Linked DNA regions of Mus musculus: region 1 is linked to region 2. The links are chromatin contacts, called in public promoter capture Hi-C maps. All regions are on one chromosome and are shown on one strand. Each heading gives the region's core, a stretch centred on a gene start, on an enhancer-like site or on the middle of the called end of the contact. The rest is flanking DNA. Distances are from core to core; before and after follow the strand shown.

Region 1 (2,939 bases), core at 394-2,893, 540 kb after region 2:
TCAGTCAGATGACTCAGCAGGATCACAGACTCAGCAATCCATGAGGGCTCCACCAAGGTGCTGTCCATCAATGCTTCACCTGGCAGGGTGCTGGCAGGTGCCAGTCACTGGCATGTGGTCCTAATACATCCCCTTGCAGGCTTCCTGTCTTCTTCTCAGGCCCCAGGTCTGATCCTCACCCATAAGCTCACTGAGATGTGATCCTGGTTCAACTCCACCAGAGCTTGCTGGTCTACCTTAGTGCCGGATGGTACGTGCCCTTCATCTTTCTTATAAAGCTACAGCCTTAGCCACACCGATTGTAGCTCAGCCCAGTTCCTCCCTCATCCCGGCTACCACAGTCTCTTCACAAACTCCACCCAGTTTCTGGGAACCAAGACTTTTAAACTTGAACCAACCTACAGTTAGGATTCAAGGGTCCTTAAAACAGGGTGAAAAAGCCCTTTAATCTTTATTCTCATTAATCTCCAATGGAAATGTCCTATTTCCCTTCAGTGATGGATGCAGACGTGTAACCATAGCTACTTGCATATTATATGGCAATTTTTGTAGACATATTAGAATATTCTCTTCATACCCACCACTTCTCTGAGCTTGGTGATTAAAAAATGGTCCTCCAGACCTTGTTGTATAGCACATAAATAAGAATGGAAATGAACACATTATGATTTATTTTTAAATATTGTTTATTCACTATAAAATTCAGGTAGGCCTACTTTAGGCTTCTACTAGTGCTGTGATTACAGGTGCCATCACATTGGCACTGAAAATATTTTGATAACTTTATTTCAATAAGGCCAGTTTATACTATAGTCCTATGCATTTTATAATATGCATTTATAAGTTACACTGAGATGATCTTTGTATGTGGCACACAGCCTGCCTGTTAACTGCTCTACATGGTAAGGAACTATTTTGTTCCCTGCTAAATTCACCTGTTTCTTCCCTTTATCTCCAAGTTTTTCTTCTTCCATCCTCTTCAAATATGCAAAAGTATCCCTGGGCCAGATAAAGGCCCTATATGGGCTTTAGTAGAGCCAAGTAATTGTTCTGATCCTTCTCTGTCTCTCTCTTTAGCTCTCAGAAAAAGTCTAGAACCTTCTTTTAGCTTGACCTAAACTACACGGTACTCTTAATGCTTTTTCTTCTACCTAAGTCACATCCACAAGGCACACACATCTAGTTACACCCTAACATCAGGCAACCCTTGAGGCCTCTTCGTGTGTCAGTGAAACCTCTTCATCTCCCACGGGATGCTCAGCCCAGGAAGGTAAAGTAAAGCCAGGGCCATGCAAAGCTCAAAGACAAGCTTGAAATAAAATACAATAGGTACCCAGGATATAACAAAGTCTTCCATTGCCCCCAGTCACAAGGATGCATAAGGAAGCCTTAAAACCGTCATCAATAAGTAAAAGATTGGCACAAAGTCAGAAATCTATAACCTAGTCTTTCCTGTGAAGACCAACTTGGCCTGCTCCCTCACCCAGCAGCCTCTGGATGACAAGCCCCTGTATGGTAGAAACATCAAAGTTATAAGACTTACTTAGAGAGAGAAAGAGAGATGCCACACACAGGATGCATGCCATCTGGACCGGCACAGCTTTTTCGGGCAGCGTCACTGAACTTGCTCAGAGGCTGAGTGACAAAATTCAGTGCTGCCACAGCAAAGGTAAAGAGGAAGCTATGGTGTGGTTTTCAGCCCACTGAGAGACCTTTGCAGAAAGCAAAGGTGGCTGCATTTACAGTCACTTAGACTTGGGTATGAAGTAAGGAGTTATCTTCACGGTGAAGGAAACCCATACAGATGAAGGAGACCCTGGGGCTCCTCCTGCCTAAAGAGGAAGGAATTTCAGAAATCTGAGTGAATGAAAAAATCGAGAAATGTTCTGCTCCCTTCTTGAGGGAGGAAGCATGAGAGGAGCCCCTGGAATCCATGAACTCGGGGGGCCCCATGAGGTATAAAAATGGGAGGTCCCAGAGGCAGGCTGTCTGAAGTGTGGGGTGTAGTCTGTTATCAGCTGTGTGATACCACCACCCCCAGGATTGCAAAAAAAAAAATGTCATTGGTTTAAGCACTTAGAACAGTATTTGGTCCACAGTAGTGTTCAATGGCTATCACCTCCCATCATCACCACCAGCAGACTCTGAGTTGATGTTTATCTTCCCAGGGTGGGTCTGGAGATCAAGGATAGCAGAAGTGTGCCTCCATGCAGCTACTGGCACTGAACCCGGGGTAACTGAGTGGTCGAGACCTAGAAGACAAAATCACATCCCTGAGGACACTGCCTCAGACTCTGCGATCTGGTACAGCACAGACCTAGGCAGATTAGGAATAATTTAGTCTGTTTCAGGGCACAGTAACAGGCAGATTCTTGCTTGTTCTGTCCATCCATCTATCCATCTACCATTCATCCATTTATCCATGCATTCATCCATTCACCATCCATCCATTCACCCACCCACTCCATCCACCCAAATATCCATCCATCCATTCACCCACCCACCCCAGCCATCTATCCATCCATCCATCCATCCATCCATCCATCCCATTCATACATACATACATACATACATACATACATACATACATACATACAGTCTTTTTTTTTTTGTCGTCCCATGTCTGGTGTTGTGGTACAACTTGCACATATACAAAGATATTCATAACCTTTCCTTTATCCTCAGGAAATGCCTTTTTAATCAGATGACCACCAATACAATGTGTTTACATACTATGGGACATATAAAGGCAGAGAAAGAAGTTGGTGCACAGGAGGGGAGGTCAGGATGGATTGTACTGGGCCAAAGAGACAACTAGAGGGAAAAAAAAAAGAAGCGCATCAGGCACAGTTGGGAAATACTCTAGCCTAGTAGATAGGGGTTGCTGACTGTCTCTTCCTGTTGATGACACTTGGGGCTGGTATGAAGAAAGAGAGTCT
Region 2 (3,145 bases), core at 636-3,135:
AGCCAAGTCCTCCCTTCTGAGTTCACAAACTTAATCTCTAGATACAAGGTAGGTATTATGGGAGAAACTCAGACTAAAGAGTGTGACTGTTTGTTCTAGGTGCACACACTAAAGTTACTCATAAAACTTCGGGACCTTTCTTTTAGTAACAGTCTAGAGATCGCTCAACAACCCCCACAATTTTAACTATAGTAAGCAACATCCTGTGCAGATCCTGGGACAATTATTCCACACATCGAACTCTCCATCTAAAAGCTTCTTAAACCAAAGTGTCTCTTCAGAGAGAAGGTTTCAGCTGTCCGATCCGGATACTAAGATACTAAGCCCTCCATCCCCACAAACAAGGCCAGCAGAGGACAGGACCACTGGTGGTCCAGCTGTAGCAGCTGGGAGAGAAAAGTGGCTCTTCGTTACTCCTCACCCCACACCCTTCGACTGCGGGGTAAGATGTGGAAAAACAATCACACCTCTGGTGACTTCCAGCAAGATAGAATTCTTGGTAAGCCTTCCTACCACCCTCTTGGCTGCCTGGCTAGCTTTCTGGCTCCCTCGCTGCCTTGCCAAGCAAATTACAGTGGAAGTTGTTGTAGCCAGCAATGGCCACCGTCACCCTCCTTCCCAGAGTAGCGGGGCAGCTGGGGACCTAATTTAGGAGGATTTGACCATCTTAACTTTATTTCCAGAACACCAAACTCGTCATAATTCAAACTATTACATACACAGCTATTCTTAAAAAATCAGTAAGTCTATTAAATCTTTCGTTGTAAGCACTTTATCCTCAATTGAGGGAGGGGCTTAAGACTTGGGTCCGGGCTCTGAACGGTTTCTCCACATTAAAGGTTGAGAGGAGAGAAAAGAGGCCTAGACCACCTAGGGATGACAATCGATGCTGGTGGAAGTTTTGCGTTCTTGAAAAACCAACTAGGCATTTCCTCACCAGCCCTCCAGGACTTTGCGGTCTCCTGCCCTCCAGCCTGCCCGCGCTAGGTGTAAAGGCTACCAGCTGGTACTGCAGGTTCCTCAACTTCTTCCTATGGAGAAGGCTCTCACCCTCCTCGCAAACTGCGCTAAAGAAGTTCCCTGACCCGGACGATCCGGGAGCCGCGCCTCTAAGCCACCGACAGCACCGCTATCAGAGTCAACGGACTGACTACATGGCTTTCAGCCTACGCAGTAAGCGACTTTCGATCCCCAAAGGGGAGGAACCAGGTTTCACAGCCGCTGAATTCTCGAGAAGTTTCCGAGAGACGCGCAGCTTCGATCATTTGGCCGCGCTGGGTGTCCACAGTCCCAAAGGGAGAAGGATCTCAGCCGCCATCCCGGGCACCGAGCCCAGGAAACTGCCCTCCCCTCGCCGGCCAGGCTTTAGCCCCGACCGCTGCGTCTTCATCTGCGCCGCCAAAACCGCGGGGTTCAAAATCGCCCGGGTTCCGGGCTCGGTGTGCGCGCCACAGGGGCGCAGCTCAGAGCCGGAGCACCGACTAGGTGCAGGGAAAGAGCCCCCTACACTCCGGCTGCCGGGGCAGCAGGAACTCGCCCAAGTTTGCCAAAGCCCGGCCACGGTCTCCGAAAAGTTTGCCTCCTTCACAGAGGAAAGTTTGCGTGAGGGACGCGGGAGCCAGGCGGGTCCTGACACCTGCTGGCATCTCTCCTCCATCCCCGGGGCATGCCACCAGGCTCTGCCGGGACTGACCCTAAGCGGGAAAGCGCGGCCCCCCCCGCCCCCCCCGCCCCGGAGGACCGCAGCAGCATCCTCCCACCTGCGGAGGAGGGGAGTGTGGACTCACCTGGGCGTTGGAAGAGGAGGTGACTGAGGCAGGTGGTTGGCGTGGGCAGCCCCCAGCAGGAGCGGAGCGGAGACTGCGGCCCCTAGACAGCTGCGGCGAGTGAGCGGTCCGGCCGCCGCCCCCTCCGATCTTAACCGGCCTGACCACTCCCCCGCGCCTCCCCGCCCCTGCCCCCGCCCCGCGGCCGGCCTCCCGGGGGAGCCAGGGCGGGGCGCGCCGGCCGGGGCCCCGCGGGATCCTTGCGCCCCGCGCTGACGGCGGGGGGCCGGACGAACGCCGCCCTCTGATTGGCTCCTCGGGTCAATGGTTGCCGAGAGACGAGTAAACCTCGGGCGGCGCAAAGGGGCGGGGTGACCAAGAGGCAGCGTTGCGCAGGCGCAATAGAGAGGTGCTTTGTGGGCGGCGAACTAACTTTGGGGTTGAGGGCACAATTTTCCTCTGTCCTCTCCGCTCCACTCTGCCGTCTTCTTTAGCTTTCCCTTGCCTAGACTGTCCTTCCCTCTACCCCGCTTGCTCCCTGGCGGGCGCGTCTTCTTTCAAACTTTTAGGCGCTCCTCGCCCCAGTGCTCTCTGGTTTCCGGGAGCCGGGAGTGGAAGCCCACGCCTGCCTCGCGCGGTGTTTGTGAAGTCGGAAAACTCTTAGGTGGGCCCTGGAAAAATCTTTCTGATTCCTCGAACAAATTGGCTGGAGGTGAGGTCGTGGTCCTGGGGGGAAGGAAGCAGCTGTGGCCGCGCGGACCACCTGTGTGCAATTGGCGATCCCGGGAAGCTATCGCCAAAGCCTTAAGCACAGCAGCTCAGCTCTCCAGAGAGCAGCGCTGGTCTTTGCTGCTTGTTACTGCTCGCAGGTGTGGGACACACACACACACACACACACACACACACACACACACACACACACACACTCACTCACTCACTCACTCACACACACATAGTTGATGGCTCACACACACACACACACACACACTCACTCACTCACTCACTCACTCACACACACATAGTTGATGGCTCCGCTGTGGAACTCTCCTTCACCACTTAATTACCCGGAAGGCCTTGCAAGAAGCTATTGTGGTTTGGTCTTTATTTTAAGACAATGCCTCCTGAACCCCAGACAGGCCTCTAAGTAGCCTTGGCTCACCTTTAACTGATCCACCTCTGTGCACCTCCCAACTGCTGGGATTATAGGCGTGGTCTACCACGCCCAGCTTTACTGACCGTCTTGACCTATCCTCCAAAAACACTATTTCCCATCTGTATTATGGGAGGAAGGACGAGATAACCGTGAGATCAATATTATGGAAATAGCTATTAATCATGCACTGCTTGCTAAAAAGTTCATGCCAGGTACTAAATAAATC

What was found. Capture Hi-C pulls out chosen DNA fragments and counts their contacts.
Region 1: a promoter capture Hi-C map of adipose tissue shows a contact between it and region 2. The contact joins the promoter of Cd101 here to the promoter of Tent5c in region 2. A contact is called at or near these places in 1 of 115 datasets of contacts at active chromatin or transcription factors (pancreatic cancer cells) and 1 of 9 other capture datasets (adipose tissue).

The regions. Positions count from the first base shown.
Region 1 is chr3:101,027,910-101,030,848 of GRCm38.p6, forward strand. Cd101 (CD101 antigen) reads right to left here and starts at 1,644. Exons shown (of 9, transcript NM_001167906.2): 1 at 1,544-1,644. The coding sequence starts at 1,586.
Region 2 is chr3:100,487,307-100,490,451 of GRCm38.p6, forward strand. It overlaps Tent5c (terminal nucleotidyltransferase 5C), which reads right to left and starts at 1,886. Exons shown (of 2, transcript NM_001142952.1): 1 at 1,788-1,886.